Regions from separate parts of the Hordeum vulgare genome. Here regions 2 and 3 are each linked to region 1. The links are chromatin contacts, called in public Hi-C maps. All regions are on one chromosome and are shown on one strand. Each heading gives the region's core, a stretch centred on a gene start, on an enhancer-like site or on the middle of the called end of the contact. The rest is flanking DNA. Distances are from core to core; before and after follow the strand shown. Region 1 holds the start of LOC123425568 (UDP-rhamnose/UDP-galactose transporter 2-like). Region 2 holds the start of LOC123425565. Region 3 holds the start of LOC123425569 (protein BZR1 homolog 1).

Region 1 (4,707 bases), core at 1,332-3,831:
GGAAATCCTAGCCGCATCCCCTTCGAGTCCACTCCCCTCCACCCACAAGCTCCCGTCCGTCCATCTCCTGCCTTATCTGACATGGCGGGCAGCGGATTCGAGTCGTACACCTCTTGATCCGATGACCTCAAGCTCGTCCCATGCGGCCCCGGGAGGAGATGGCTATCCGCCTTGCGCTCCACCACTCTCGGGAGGACTCCGCTTGATGGCAGTGCTCAAACTCCATATGTCGGGAATCTATTGATTCCATTCAAATGGTGCATGGGTCCGATCCCAAGATAGGTTTGGCTAGCTCGCTCGCGGCGGTTCAGCCCGTCTGGCATCTGAACGTAGTGGCTGATGTGCAACCCCTGAGTTGGCGTGCTGAAACGGGCCACTACATGTCGGACCCAAACATTGTGCAATGCGGCCGCCGTGTAAGGCAGTGTGCGCGAGAGGCCACGACAGTCCTCGCGGTAGACGTTGGCGAGGTGGAGTCGCACTCTCCGGTGTCGCGTATGATGCGTGACAACCCCTGCCGCGGTAGTCGTGTCGCGATGGACGTGGGTGGTTTCGACCACAACACATCCATCATCGACCTCACATCCACCAACAACGGACATGGCAAGGGCTCCGTCAAGGAATAATAGGGCATAAGACATGACAACACCTCGAGTCCCGGTACATGTTCCATGTTTCACTATACCTCGTCGGCTAAGAGTCCAACATTTGGACGGGTGCAACCAACCGCCTGACATGAACACGATGAAATTAGACGGGCTTCACTTTAGATAAGGTTTCGTGTGCATGTCCGTTGTGCTGTCCGGTTACTCTACATACACGTGAAAGTGATTTTGCTGTGCTGTTCGGTTATTGTCCGCATATGTGTCCGAACACATCCGCGTCCGCGAATGTGTAGAGGACCAATTTGATAATTATGATTGTAGATGTTCTTACCAATCAATGGTCCAACACAAATAGCACTGCTCCAACGTGTCCGGGCGGCACCGTAACTAAGCCGACCTCCCATCGCCATCGAGCAATGGCCGTCAGGTATCATACACTCCGAGACGCCCGTGCCCCTCCAAGATCAGCAACGTGAACGTGAGACGAGACAAAACCCCCTTGTCTGCACTCCGCACCTACCTTATCAGCCCAACGAACCAGCCTGCCTGCTTCCTCCAACGTCCGGGCCGGGGCGGGACCTGGCCGGCCGGCCGCAACCAGCAGACCGCCGTCCCCTCATACGCCTAAACAAATCTAGTCCGGCCAGGGAAAGAGCCGGACGCTCGTCAGTGCCGTGGTATCTCCCCGTCATTCTGGTGCAGCGACGCCAGAATGATCGCACCATGGTCAATTTTGTTTTGGGAAAGCGGCGGTGATTGCCGGACCTGATGAGGTCAATGAGTAGTAACTTGTTTATTTAAGCAACGGGACAGGCACTCAGCAGACATGAATCCCTCGAACTGGCCACCATCTGTCCATGCATCAACGCATGTGCCATGTGACCTTTGCTTATTAGCGAATGTTGTACCTGCCAAGTCAAATGAACTGGCGTCCCCGGTGACACGTGCAGCAAGCAATGCCCCGGTCAAAAGAGAGACACGGGGCTGGGAGGGAGGAAGGATATGTCTCCATCCCAACTTGCCAGCGACTTCAACGGTCCAGTGGCCTAACAATCACAGCAAGAAATCAAGGTGACTTGGCGTGCCGAAACTGCATTGTTCTGCCACGTGGGGCCACACTTCAGATTGTTACCTGTATCCGACAAGTTCTGCCAACTTAATTTGGTCCTGGTAATAATAGACCATTTCCGAATGGCCAGCGAACTCACTATCGGCCCGTCGACTGTTCCGATCGAGAGATTAAATGCAGAAAGCCCACACGATACAGACATGAGAAAAATCTGCAATGTTGCATCCAGGTTTAGTGGTCACCACTTATCGACAACCTTAATTAAGTAATAACAATCTATACAGACACCGTCCTGTTCCTTTAGCAACTGGAGTATACTACTGTACACGGAGGCCGGCGGATCTCGAGGCAGCGTACACAATAGACTGTAGGCTACCACGACGACGACTATACACCAGGAAAGTGATTGTACCCGCTCCCTTTTGCACGATGCCACATTGACACGAAAAGGTTCCAATTCCTCGCGGGCGCCCTTGCTTGCTACTGCAAGAAAGGTAGTTCATTCGGTGGCGCAGTCCCAAGTTTCCTACTGTATTTTTTCTCTCTCGAAATTAACTACTGTAGTAGCGCCGAGGTTCCCTTGTACCCATAAAAACATCATTGTTATTATTATTATTATCCCTATTGAAAAAACAACAGTGAACTGCACACAGGAAGGAGCACAGTAGTACCACGAACTGTGGAGCAGGAACTGGTGAAGTGCCCTTTGCCGTAGTGCGTTGTACCACTAGGACGGGGTAAATGGAAAAGCGACCGGCGGGGCGGAAACGGTCGCGGCGGCTTTGAATTGAACTGGCCGAGCGAGGAAAGATCCTGCGCCGCGACGCGCAACACGAGGCGAAACTGCGAGGAAAGCGAAACAAAAGGCCATCCCCGGGGCGCACCGCGCACAAGAGATCCATCCGTCCGTCCATCCATCCATCCAGCCGAGAGCCGAGAGCACCTCGTCCCTGTCGTCGCGTGCCTCCCTCCCCCGTCCGCCGTTGGTTGGTTCGTCTTACCCACCTCCTCCCTCCCTCCCTCCCTCCTCCGGGAAATCGCAGGATTTTCACCGGCTTCCCGTTGACGTTTCCGCCACTGCGGGGAGCAGAGCACGCACAAGCACAATTCGAAACCCCCTCGCACACTCCCCTCCCTCCCTCCCCTTCCGTGCCTAGGCGGCAACGCCTCTTCTCCCCTCGCCTCACCTTTATAACCGAGAGAGCGGGCGGCCCCTCCCGCGTGAGGCACCGAGGACGGGGGCAGACAGAAGCGCAGCGCAGCGCAGCCGAGGCGAGACGAACCCCTCCCCTCCCTCCACCACCGTCCACCGGGCATCCCTGACAGCGGAGGAGGGACATGGAGCCGGCCGAGAAGAAGCCGCCGGCGGTGTCCGACCTCGGCGCCTGGGGGATGAACGTCGTCAGCTCCGTCGGCCTCATCATGGCCAACAAGCAGCTCATGTCCTCCGCCGGCTACGCCTTCTCCTTCGGTACCCCCCTTCGCTCTGCCCCAGATCTGGATCCGCCGCCTTGGGGCCTGTCGCAGGCGGATCTGATGACTCACGCGCCCTTGTTTTTTTGTTTACCCTCGCCCGCGCGAATGCAGCCACCACGTTGACCGGCTTCCACTTCACCGTCACGGCGCTCGTCGGGTGGATTTCCAAGGCCACCGGCTACTCCGCCTCCAAGCACGTCCCCCTCTGGGAGCTCGTCTGGTTCTCGCTCGTCGCCAACGCCTCCATCACCGGGATGAACCTCAGCCTCATGCTCAACTCTGTTGGCTTCTATCAGGTATTATGCCATACTCTATGCTTGCACCTGTTGCCCCTTGGCCATGAATACGAATACGTGGCCTTGTGCTGTGGTGGCTGAATGTGTGCAAACTATACTGTGCGAATATGCAGATCTCCAAATTGAGCATGATTCCGGTGGTTTGCATGATGGAATGGGTACTCAACAGCAAGCACTACACAACAAAGGTTATATCCGCAGTGGTTGTCGTGGCAGCCGGCGTCGGGATTTGCACCGTCACCGACGTGGAGGTCAATGCTAAGGGCTTCATTTGTGCTTGTGTGGCTGTGTTCTGCACGTCGCTTCAACAGATTGTGAGCTACTTTTCTCCAGCTGGATACAATTTGTGCATTTCAAATTCCTGCTTACTCTGGAAAGTTGAATACTGGTTGTAGATACCCTATTTGGAAATGTTTCCTAAGATTTCCGTTTGTCGCTATGACTTTTACACTATATGAAAGTTGTCTGACCAATGAAGATAACGCCAATTTTCGTGTGTCGTTATGACTTCCACATTATTTGAAAGTTTTCTCATCAATGACGATAACGCCAATTTTCGGATGTCGTTATGACTTTCACAATATTGGAAAGTTTTCTGACCAATGGCGAAAACGCCAAGCTGTGTTGCTGATAACGAGCAACATAGGTGTTTTGGTGAAACAGTGTCCTATAAAAGCCAAATATCCAGTAGCTGGGTGTTGTATGGTTCTGCTCATTCAATAATTTCACTTTCTGGTGCAGTACTGTTGTATCATCATTATTATGTTGTTACAAGCCATGTAACCAAACCAACATTTTCATTGTTAACCTGCAGTATGCTTCATGAGTAAATAAATCACATCATATAGCTGTGGATTTACAGTTCTTGAATTCTCTTGATATTTGTGTTCTCTTGCCTTTTGTTGCCTTACATCGTGGAACATCCTTTTAAAATTCTGCAGTTACTTTTGGGTTACATTTCTTTTGCTACATCTAGGGATGATAATGTATTTTGGACTTCCCGTAGGCGATGTTAGATACATAATTGTGGCCTTGAAGTTTTGGAAGATGATTGTTGATCTTAGTAATGCCAGTACATTATTGATGAAGAGTTGCATTTTTAAACTGAACGCTAACGGGATTCCTTGTTTTCTTTGACAAGTTATGTTCCACAACAACACCTATGCAATTTAATGAATTCCATTATGTTTTGGGTTCTGACAATACTTGTTCTTCGTTCCAGACAATTGGCTCCTTTCAGAAGAAGTACAACATTGGGTCA
Region 2 (4,707 bases), core at 817-3,316, 500 kb before region 1:
CCACACATGCAAAAGATCTGTCGAATGTACCTTTGTAGGGTCAATCACACTAGTACCTAGATGAGACCCCTGTAAGCCTCCATGCACCCAGCCATAACTAGTCCCTCCTCCAGCTACACCCTCCACAGGTGGTACAGATATTTCTTCCGTCTTATTTCCTGGCATAAGAACAAAAAATATCTATGACAGGCGACATAACCAGAATTTAAGTTCCAGACCTTCCTTCATTGCTGATAAATGTAAGTCAAAATCTCAAATCTACACAAAAGAATAGTTATCAACCAGTAGTTCTTGTATGCATAAGTCATTTCCAGTTGTGACATACAATGAATGCAATGAACTCATACACACAGTTGTTATTGTTAAGCTTCATGCACTAGCCAACGCAACCAAAAGTCCGAACTGATGGAAAGGGCTAGGAAATCCACATATACACTTCAACAGTTATATGAGGCTCCAATACTTGTATTTCAGAACAAACAGACTGAGAAAATATTGACTGTGCAAGTTATGCATAAACTATGTAAGCTTTTAAATATTGTGCCTGTTTTCCTGATGCAACTAGAACACCTTCATCATGGTGCACATGCCTTGTACAACTAAACCATAATTCCTGGGTTATAGCTTACAACTAGGGAATTAGGCAAACGGACAGTTAGGTGAATCATTGGCTACCATCTCCTAACATTGTCTGAATCTGAACCCAAAGTGCCTGATAAATATGGATGCATGGATTAGTCCCAGTTCTACGAGGAGTCGAAATTCAGTTGTACGCAGATAACCAGGATATCGTATAGTATAGGTGAGCGTCATTAAGCTCGCATGGAGTGGGTGCCTAAGAATTCAATAAGCTGGGAGAGAGGGAAAAAATAGGTAGGCTTTTTACGCATTCACTCAGTGGGATGATGCCTTACATGATTCATTTCTTAGTTTGCAATCGCATCTGCTTGCTGGAAACTATGTGTGAACCAACAGATGGATTCGGTTTGCAGGTGATCACTAAACTGAACGGGTACACTCTCTTAAGCTCAGAACTGAGAACAGCATGGGATCAGACAAATGACCAATCCCATCTGAAATCCAGTTGTACGCAGATAACCAGGATATCATATAGTATAGGTGAGCGGCATTAAGCCCGCATGGAGTGTGTGCCTAATGACCAATCTGTGCCCTTAGGTGATCACTAAACTGAACGGGTACACTCTCTTAAGCTCAGAACTGAGAACAGCATGGGATCAGACCAATGACCAATCCCATCTGAAAATAATAATTGAAATCCACACTAGCTACAACACCTCCACCCAAGCTGTGCTCAGTGATGAGGCTGGAGCCAAACTTATAATCGTAATGCTGATATATACGACGATAACCGACCCTTGTATACACGCGGATGCCGAGGGTAACAGCGAGCAAGCTCGACGCATTGCGCGGCACAAGGCAGCCTCAGCTCGTGCGCGGTAGATTTCAGCCTCGCCACCGCCGACACGCGAACACCGGCGCTCGCTAGTCCTACTGCGGCAGCTCCCACGCGCGAAGCAGCTGAAGCAAACGGAGACAAAATGGGCGCAGGGGGGGTCGGACCGGACGGGCGATCGAGCTGTCCCGGGCAGCAATCCAGTTGGACGAGGCCGCGGAGAGAGGGGCGGGCGTACCTGCGGCGGAGCTGGGGTCGCTGGATTCCATGGCGCCGGCGGCGGGGAGCGATCGGGTCGGTCGAGGAGGTGGCGCAGAGCGTGGGCTGCTCTGTTGGATAGTGGGGGAGGGGGGATGAGGGGAAGGAGGTGGGGAATGGGGGGGAAGCGAGGACGGTTTCCTTTGTTGATGGTGCTGTCCAATGTCCCGACTCCCGAGAGAAGGACGAGGGCCCCACCCCACCACGGAGCGGAACCACGTCGCCCCGAGCGCGGGGGGGCGCACGCGCGGCCCGGAGCACCGAGCCCGGCCGTGGCGGCCTCTCAATGATCGATCGATCGCGCCGGCGACCGCGTGTGCCGCGCCGCGCGGCTTGCGAAATCGCCTTTGTGCTATGCGGTGGCGTGGTACCGTGCGTGTGTGTCTGCCTCTAGAAGACGCGCCCAATTGAGTATTGTCCCGCTTCAGATTAGAATCGTCAGTCAGCAGCTCATTTCATCTTGGGCAGATGCGATCTAAATCCTGTTTCACAGCTACTGTACCTTGCTTCCATTATTCAGATCAGACCATTCTCGGCCAGTAGCATGTCAGGGGCAGACTACTACGGTTTCAGACACTTTTTACACCTTCCAAGGACACATGCTGGTTGCTGCACAGCCGTTCTAACTGCAGCTTGTAATCCCTAATTATCCTGCACCTTTTCCCACCAAACAGAAACGACATATAAACTGATGACGCACGTAACAAAAAATGGAAAAGAACTGAACGGACAAGCCTGAGACGGAAGATTCCTCAGGATACACTCAACTGTGAAGTCACCGGTTACAGCCGTTAACATAGCTCACAGCACCCATCAACCGTGCCTTCAGGTAAAATCATCTCACGCTTAACACTAATCTAAACGAGCAAGCAGAATCCACAAGATACACGAGCCATACAAACCAACCCACAGTTACATTGCAAAAATTCCCGTCTAGGGCTGCATGGCGTCATCCCCATCTGAATCCCCTTGCACTTCACTGAACATGTAGTCACTCTGGCTGTCGATCAAGAACTGTGTCGATCTCTTCACGTCCAGAAACAGGTGGTACACCCGGCTTATGTCCTCCATCTCCACCACCTTGCCCTTGCGCTTCTGGCAGGCCAGGCCGGCAGAAGTGATAAGCTGGATCGCGTACCTGAGCGAGGTCTCGGTACCAATCTTCGTGAGCAGATCCTTGCCCTCGGCAGACATTTCAACGTCTTCTTCCTCGCACCTGATGTCTAAGATCTTCCGGATCTCCTCCGCCGAGTATGGCTGTGTCGTGATGATCAAGAGGCGGTCGAGGAAATCGGTCGGTATACCATGTGGTGACCGGTAATTGGTCCCGCGTATGGTTGTAATGCCTCGATTCGTCGCAATAACGAGGATCGGAGCCATGTCATTCTCCAAAGCACGGTTCAGGAAGGAGAAACACTCGATGTCTAGCATGTGGACTTCATCGATAAACAGAACACCAGGAACAATCTCAGCCTTCCCTTCCTCTCTCCACTCGGCAACTTTTGTGTCAATCTGCTCCCTAACCTCTGCACGAATCTCACCAGTGTCACCAGTGAAGAGTGCAAGGAAGCCTTGTGTCCTGAACAGGAATAAAAAGATAACAAAAATTAGTTAGTTGGGAATTAAATTCCTAAAGCAAACTACACTCGAATATGCATATGAAACAAAATACTCTTTTGTATCAGATGATATGATCAAGGATGGGAAGGCGGGGAAGAAAACTTTGCTGGTATAAACAAGATTGTAACAGAGAAGTTTGAAAAGGTTCAAAACTATCCAAAGAAGCAGTATCATCTAAGAGAAGTAAAATCAATAGTTTCACATAGAAGACCTTTAGCTAATAACAGCATAAATATCGGTAGCACATATCTGCAGAATGTATGGATGCAAAAAATATGCATCTTTGAGAACAGCTTCTGTTTCCTTACAAATGTATCATCTAACTTGTATCAATAGGATTGACTTATGTTCATGGAACCATGTTTCTTAACATGAGCATCCCTGTAACAAACTGGATGCTGCAAGATTTTCCAGATCATTTCTTTGGTAAGAGTGCAACGATCTTACTGGATAACAAAGCACCCTGTATTTCTCTATGAACCAAAAAGCATAACAGATACCAGTTTGCGCATCCAAGACCAGATGCTATCCAAGGAGACCACCTTTTCAAAGGTACTCCCTCTTATATTTCTTTACGGAGAGAGTATCAGCTATTCTTATGGCATGATAAACTGGCACACAGTCTCAACTGCACCTTTGAATTACCCTCATAACTCTATTATATTTAACAGTTGTTAACAGGTTTGGTGTTTCATAGGCAGCGGATATTGGTTGCAGGATCTAAATTGCCTAGAAACTAATCTCAGGAATGAATTGCTCAAAACCAATAGCACATCAGGACTGTGGCCTTGTAGATTAAAATTAACAATTAGCTGATCAGCAACTTGTTTTAACATTCAACCAACATGGCGAGATAAACATGAAAATGTGGTTTATATTACAATACTGTTGCACGTGAGATGTGAGAACTGATTACAATTTCTATATCCAATGTTGGTTATGTCATGCATTCATGTATATGCCTACAATTTTAAATGCACTAATCAGAAGTCTCTGCTCAGATTTGTTCCAAATTAAAGCTCAGAGCAAAACTAGCTCGAATAACTAGCAGTTAGGTGATCCTCAATTCCTCATCACTAACATAAAGATAATTATGTTCGAATCAGTATATAGGTAAGGCCTAAAACAACAATAGATTGGCACACTGAAGCAGATAATTTCACAGTTCAGACTGTGGAAGTGAACCATACAAGGCAAGGCAACCTTTGACATAGGGTTACCGGATATACTTTGCTAAGCGAGTGCAAACAGTAAAAATAGTCATTTGTGCAGATTTTTTAATAAACAATACAAAAATAGTTCAAAATCCCGACAGTTATCCTTATAAAATCCTTTATGCCCAAATGTATATATAATCCTTTAGGGAGACGTTTAACTAGCAAGTGTTTTCTTGTGACGGTAATGAGCAAAACCAA
Region 3 (4,707 bases), core at 1,492-3,991, 440 kb after region 1:
TTGATTATGCCAATTGCTGCACTTCCTCGCTGCTACATGCATCGTCCTAATACCGAGCCCCCGTGTTATATTGGACGTAGTGAGCAAATACCCAAAAGCACTAGTTAGCAAAATACACCTTCCAACGGTTACTTCCACATTCACAGGTTGCGACAAGTGGCACACTGCATACGGGCCGCTTGTCGCAACCTGGGTGTTTTCCCTTTTTTCGTAGATCTGTATTTTCAAAACGTTTTATCTCTCAAACCGTGCGTCCAAATCTCGAACCGTTTTCACCGTTGGCTTTCTCGCGTCGAGATCTTCAAGACTAGATCACATGTTGATAGGTTTTGACGAATTTTTTTCATGAAAAAAAGGGACAAAAATACCGTGCCTAACGCGATAGAAAAAAACAGAAACATGTTTTTCCCTTTCCACGAAGGCAAAACCGTGCCTCTCGCGGAAAAAAGAGAGCAGAAAACGCATTTTCCTCCTTTTCGGAAGAGGCACGGGCGTGCCTCTCATGAAGGCGCCTTTCGCGGAAGCAAAACCACGCCTTTTTAAAAACATTTTTTTTCCTTTCGGGAGAGGCACGGGCCTGCCTCTCGGCAAAAAAAAATGCGTTTTTTTCCTTTTTAAAAGGCACGGGGTACCTCTTGCGAAGGCAAAAATATGCCTTTCGCGAAAGTAAAAGCGTGCCTCTCGCAAAAAAACAGAAAACGCGTTTTTCTCTTTTCGATAGGCACGGTCGTGCCTCTCGCGAAAGCAAAATCGTGCCCTCGCAAAAAAAAAAACAACAACAGAAAACATGTTTTTCCACGTAAAAAACAGGAAACACGTTTTTTCATGGAATTTTTATTTTTATTTTTTTCGTCCAAAAAGTTACAAAAGACCGGTGAAAAACGTAACACCAAAAAAATCATTCAACAAAGCGAAAACGCGTGCGAAAAAAAAGTAAAATAAAAAAAATGCTCAAAACGCAAGACATGACGACGACTGGAAACGTATCAAATGACGACACGCGGGAGCGATCGTCGGAAGGCTTCCGAGAAAGCGCTCGTTAATTAGCTGCTCCTGCAAATACCCGAACATTTTTCAGAGATGGAGCACGGGAGCCCAATATAAGCCCGGATGCTTCAAATACTGTTCGAAGGCGTTGGTGGGCTGCTATCCCACCTTCGAAATAGGTGCACAACGCGTAAACCTCTCGGTCAAACCTCCACCAGAACGGCGACCCGGCAGATGGTCCCGCGTCTGCAGCCGAATTATCCATTCGGCTCTCTGTCACCGACCGTCAGACTGTACAAAACAATTGTATTACGGCCAAGGACGCCGTGGCGGCATAAACAAGTGGTGGCGCGTAGGCGCATGCAGGCATTCGTACGTAGTAGGAGTGTACGTTAGGCAGTACTATAGTAAATCAACGAGGTTTAGGTGTCAAAGCAACAAAACTTACAGTAGAGAGCGCGTCCTTCCACTTGGCACTGGCATCGCCGTCGATCCAGGCCCCGTTAAAGTATAAATATACTCGAAGGTGTAGATTTTGGCCCGTGGCTAACTAGTTAATCGCGGCATACTGTACGTACGTACAGTGCATTTCCCCGTCTCCGAGCAGAAAATGATTGGTGTGAACGGACGGCATTCCAAGACGGCGGCGTTGGGGGCTACAACTCCACGCGCGAGGGTGGGGCCGAGCATTTTTCTTTTTCTCGGAGAGAATGGCCCGAACATGTTAGGTGGAGTTTCTTGCACGGAGAAGTTTGCGCATGTTCTTACGGCTCGTTTGGTTAAGGGGGATTTGGAAGGTTTTGAGAGGTGGATTTCAGTGGAATGGGTGAATCCCTTTGTTCCATCCAATCCTCTTAAAAATTCCGGGTCTTTGCTTCTACTAGTCCTCCGAGAAGGGTTTTAAAATACATGAATAGAAAGGGATTGAAGGGGAACGGAGGGATTGTGCTAAGCAAACCCCTCTTACCAAATGGGCGCCCGAGGATCTGTGGAGTTTCTGGCCCTGTCGGAGATTTTTCTCTCAAAACTTCCCCAATCTCCCTTAACCAAAGCAGGCCTTAATCTCCCTTAACCAAAGCAGGCCTTAGGCCTCGTTTGGTTAAGGGGGATTGGGGAGGTTTTGAGAGGAAAATCTCCGGAGGGTTCAGAAACCCCACAGATCCTCGGACGTCCATTTGGTAGGAGGGGTTTGCTTAGGCGAATCCCCTCCGTTCCCCTTCAATCCCTTTCTATTTATGTGTTTCAAAATCCTCTTTGGAGGACTAGTGAAAACAAAATCCCAGAAATTTGAGAGGATTGGGTGGAATAAAGAGATTCAACCAATCCCTTAAAATCCTTCCATCTTAAAACCTTCCAATCCCCTTAACCAAACGAGGCCTATGGGATAGTATTTGGTAAATCTGCCAAGCCACACACACAGCCCTTGGTCGATCGACGGCATTTTACAAACCGACTTTCTACGCACGCACTTTGCACCCCTAGATACTCCTCGTTGGTTGTGTACGTACCGAAATCTAGACTACACCGGCCGTAAAATTCGTCGGGCAAATCCCAATGCACCGGGCACAGGCACAGGCACAGGCACGCAGAGCACCACTCGCACTCACGTCAAAGAAAGAGCGTACGTAGTTCACACTCACCGTCCTCAAAAGCCGTGCCCGCCAAGATGGAGAGGGAGAGGTAGGCCCGGCCCGTCCCGGACATCACCAGTAGAAAATCTGGCTAATCCAGTCGCAATAAAGCAGGGGTCGCCGTACCCTCCTCGTGAGCCAGCCCAGACGACCCCACACGAGAGAGAGAGAGAGCTCAGCTCAGCTCAGCTCATCACACACCACGCCACTCCACGCCGCAGCAGCTCCCTCCCTCCCTCACTGTAGCGCCCCACCTCACCATTAAAGAAACGAGCTAGGCCAAGTGGAGAGAGAAGGGAAGGGACCGGACGGAGAAAGAGCAGAGCAGAGCAGCGCGGACGGAGCAGGGGAGCTAGCGGGCTAGCATGACGTCGGGGGCTGCCCGGGCGGCGGCGGCGGCGGCGGCGGCTGCGGAGGCGGACGCCGGGCTGGGGCGGACGCCGACGTGGAAGGAGCGGGAGAACAACAAGCGGCGCGAGCGGCGGCGCCGGGCCATCGCCGCCAAGATCTTCACCGGCCTCCGCGCGCTCGGCAACTACAAGCTCCCCAAGCACTGCGACAACAACGAGGTGCTCAAGGAGCTCTGCCGCGAGGCCGGATGGGTAGTGGAGGACGACGGCACCACCTACCGCAAGGTCAGACCGAGTTAGACCTCGTTTCTTGGTCTCGGCTCTCGAGATCGAGATCGCCCTCACCCCCATGTTTCTTCCCTCCCTCCGTTTCCTGGATCTAGCTGGGCTTGCTTTTGCTTGGATGTGTAGATCTGATTGTGTGGTTCGATTCGTGGCAGGGATACAAGCCGCCGTCGTCCGGGCCGTTCGGTGGGGTCTCGTCGGCGGGCATGAGCCCCTGCTCGTCCTCGCAGCTGCTCAGCGCGCCGTCGTCGTCGTTCCCGAGCCCGGTGCCTTCCTACCACGCCAGCCCGGCCTCGTCGAGCTTCCCGAGCCCCACGCGCCTCGACAACCCGAGCCCCGCCTGCCTCCTCCCGTTCCTCCGTGGCCTCCCCAACCTGCCCCCGCTCCGGGTCTCCAACAGCGCGCCAGTGACGCCGCCGCTCTCGTCGCCGACGGCGTCGCGCCCGCCCAAGATCCTGAAGCCCGACTGGGAGGTCGACCCGTTCCGGCACCCGTTCTTCGCCCTCTCCGCGCCGGCGAGCCCCACCCGTGGCCGCCGGCACGAGCATCCGGACACGATACCGGAGTGCGACGAGTCGGACGTCTCCACGGTGGACTCTGGCCGGTGGATCAGCTTCCAGATGGCCACGACGGCGCCGACGTCCCCCGCGTACAACCTCGTCAACCTAGGCGCCTCCAGCTCAAACTCCATGGAGATGGAGGGAATGGCGGGGGAGAGGGGCCGAGGCGGCCCGGAATTCGAGTTCGACAAGGGGAGGGTGACGCCGTGGGAAGGGGAAAGGATCCATGAGGTCGCCGCCGAGGAGCTTGAGCTCACGCTCGGCGTCGGCTCAAAATGACGGCCATCCGCACTGGCACTTCCAGAACTTGCCGGCCAATGATCGGAAAATGGGTTCTTTCATGAACCTCGAGTCCTCGTCAAGCACAAGCTAAATCGTGGTGGTTGTTGGATCGGCCATTGCTGCTGCGATTTGCGCAATTCGTTCATTCTAGGTTTAGTAGGGGATGGATGCATCTGTTGTTCGATTCCTCGGACAAAGAAAAGGGATCCGAAACAATCCTTCATCTCAATCGGCTGGCCATGGATTGCTTCATTATTCATTCATGGATGTAGCTAGTAGCTGGGTTCTTCTTGTTGTTGTTTTGTGTTCTTGCTGCCAATGCATGTGTACGTCCTCAAAATGTGTGTGAGCTCATGTGGGGGAAAGTCGAGTAGAGTAAAAAGGTGGACGGAGTTGAGCTTCAGGCGGTGACCTGAATAAACCTCTCTTTGACGCGGCGGCTAAACGAGAAGTAACATGGAGCTACTAGAAGTTCATCGCTGCTTTCACTTTTACAGCGGGAGCATGCGTCGGCCCGGCCACGAGCCAACGGCCGGGTTCAGATGGAGATTCGCCACCGTCACCGTCGGCACGCGAGCGATGGCATGGCATGGCATGTCTGCGCCGAGCACG

The links. Hi-C and Micro-C count contacts between places; a contact is called where the count stands out from the background.
Region 2: a Hi-C map of seedling shows a contact between it and region 1, with 6 times the contacts expected there. The contact joins the promoter of LOC123425565 here to the promoter of LOC123425568 in region 1. A contact is called at or near these places in 4 of 6 Hi-C or Micro-C datasets (leaf and seedling) and 1 of 1 datasets of contacts at active chromatin or transcription factors (embryo).
Region 3: a Hi-C map of seedling shows a contact between it and region 1, with 4 times the contacts expected there. The contact joins the promoter of LOC123425569 here to the promoter of LOC123425568 in region 1. A contact is called at or near these places in 1 of 6 Hi-C or Micro-C datasets (seedling) and 1 of 1 datasets of contacts at active chromatin or transcription factors (embryo).

The regions. Positions count from the first base shown.
Region 1 is chr2H:140,281,885-140,286,591 of MorexV3_pseudomolecules_assembly, forward strand. LOC123425568 (UDP-rhamnose/UDP-galactose transporter 2-like) reads left to right here and starts at 2,582. Exons shown (of 5, transcript XM_045109259.1): 1 at 2,582-3,145; 2 at 3,262-3,446; 3 at 3,560-3,760; 4 at 4,669-4,707. The coding sequence starts at 3,013.
Region 2 is chr2H:139,785,734-139,790,440 of MorexV3_pseudomolecules_assembly, forward strand. It overlaps LOC123425565, which reads right to left and starts at 2,067. Exons shown (of 16, transcript XM_045109255.1): 1 at 1,653-2,067; 2 at 1-158. The coding sequence starts at 1,683. LOC123425566 (ruvB-like 2) reads right to left here. Exons shown (of 2, transcript XM_045109258.1): 2 at 2,379-3,251. The coding sequence ends at 2,606.
Region 3 is chr2H:140,717,719-140,722,425 of MorexV3_pseudomolecules_assembly, forward strand. It overlaps LOC123425569 (protein BZR1 homolog 1), which reads left to right and starts at 2,742. Exons shown (of 2, transcript XM_045109260.1): 1 at 2,742-3,253; 2 at 3,409-4,435. The coding sequence starts at 2,984. The coding sequence ends at 4,092.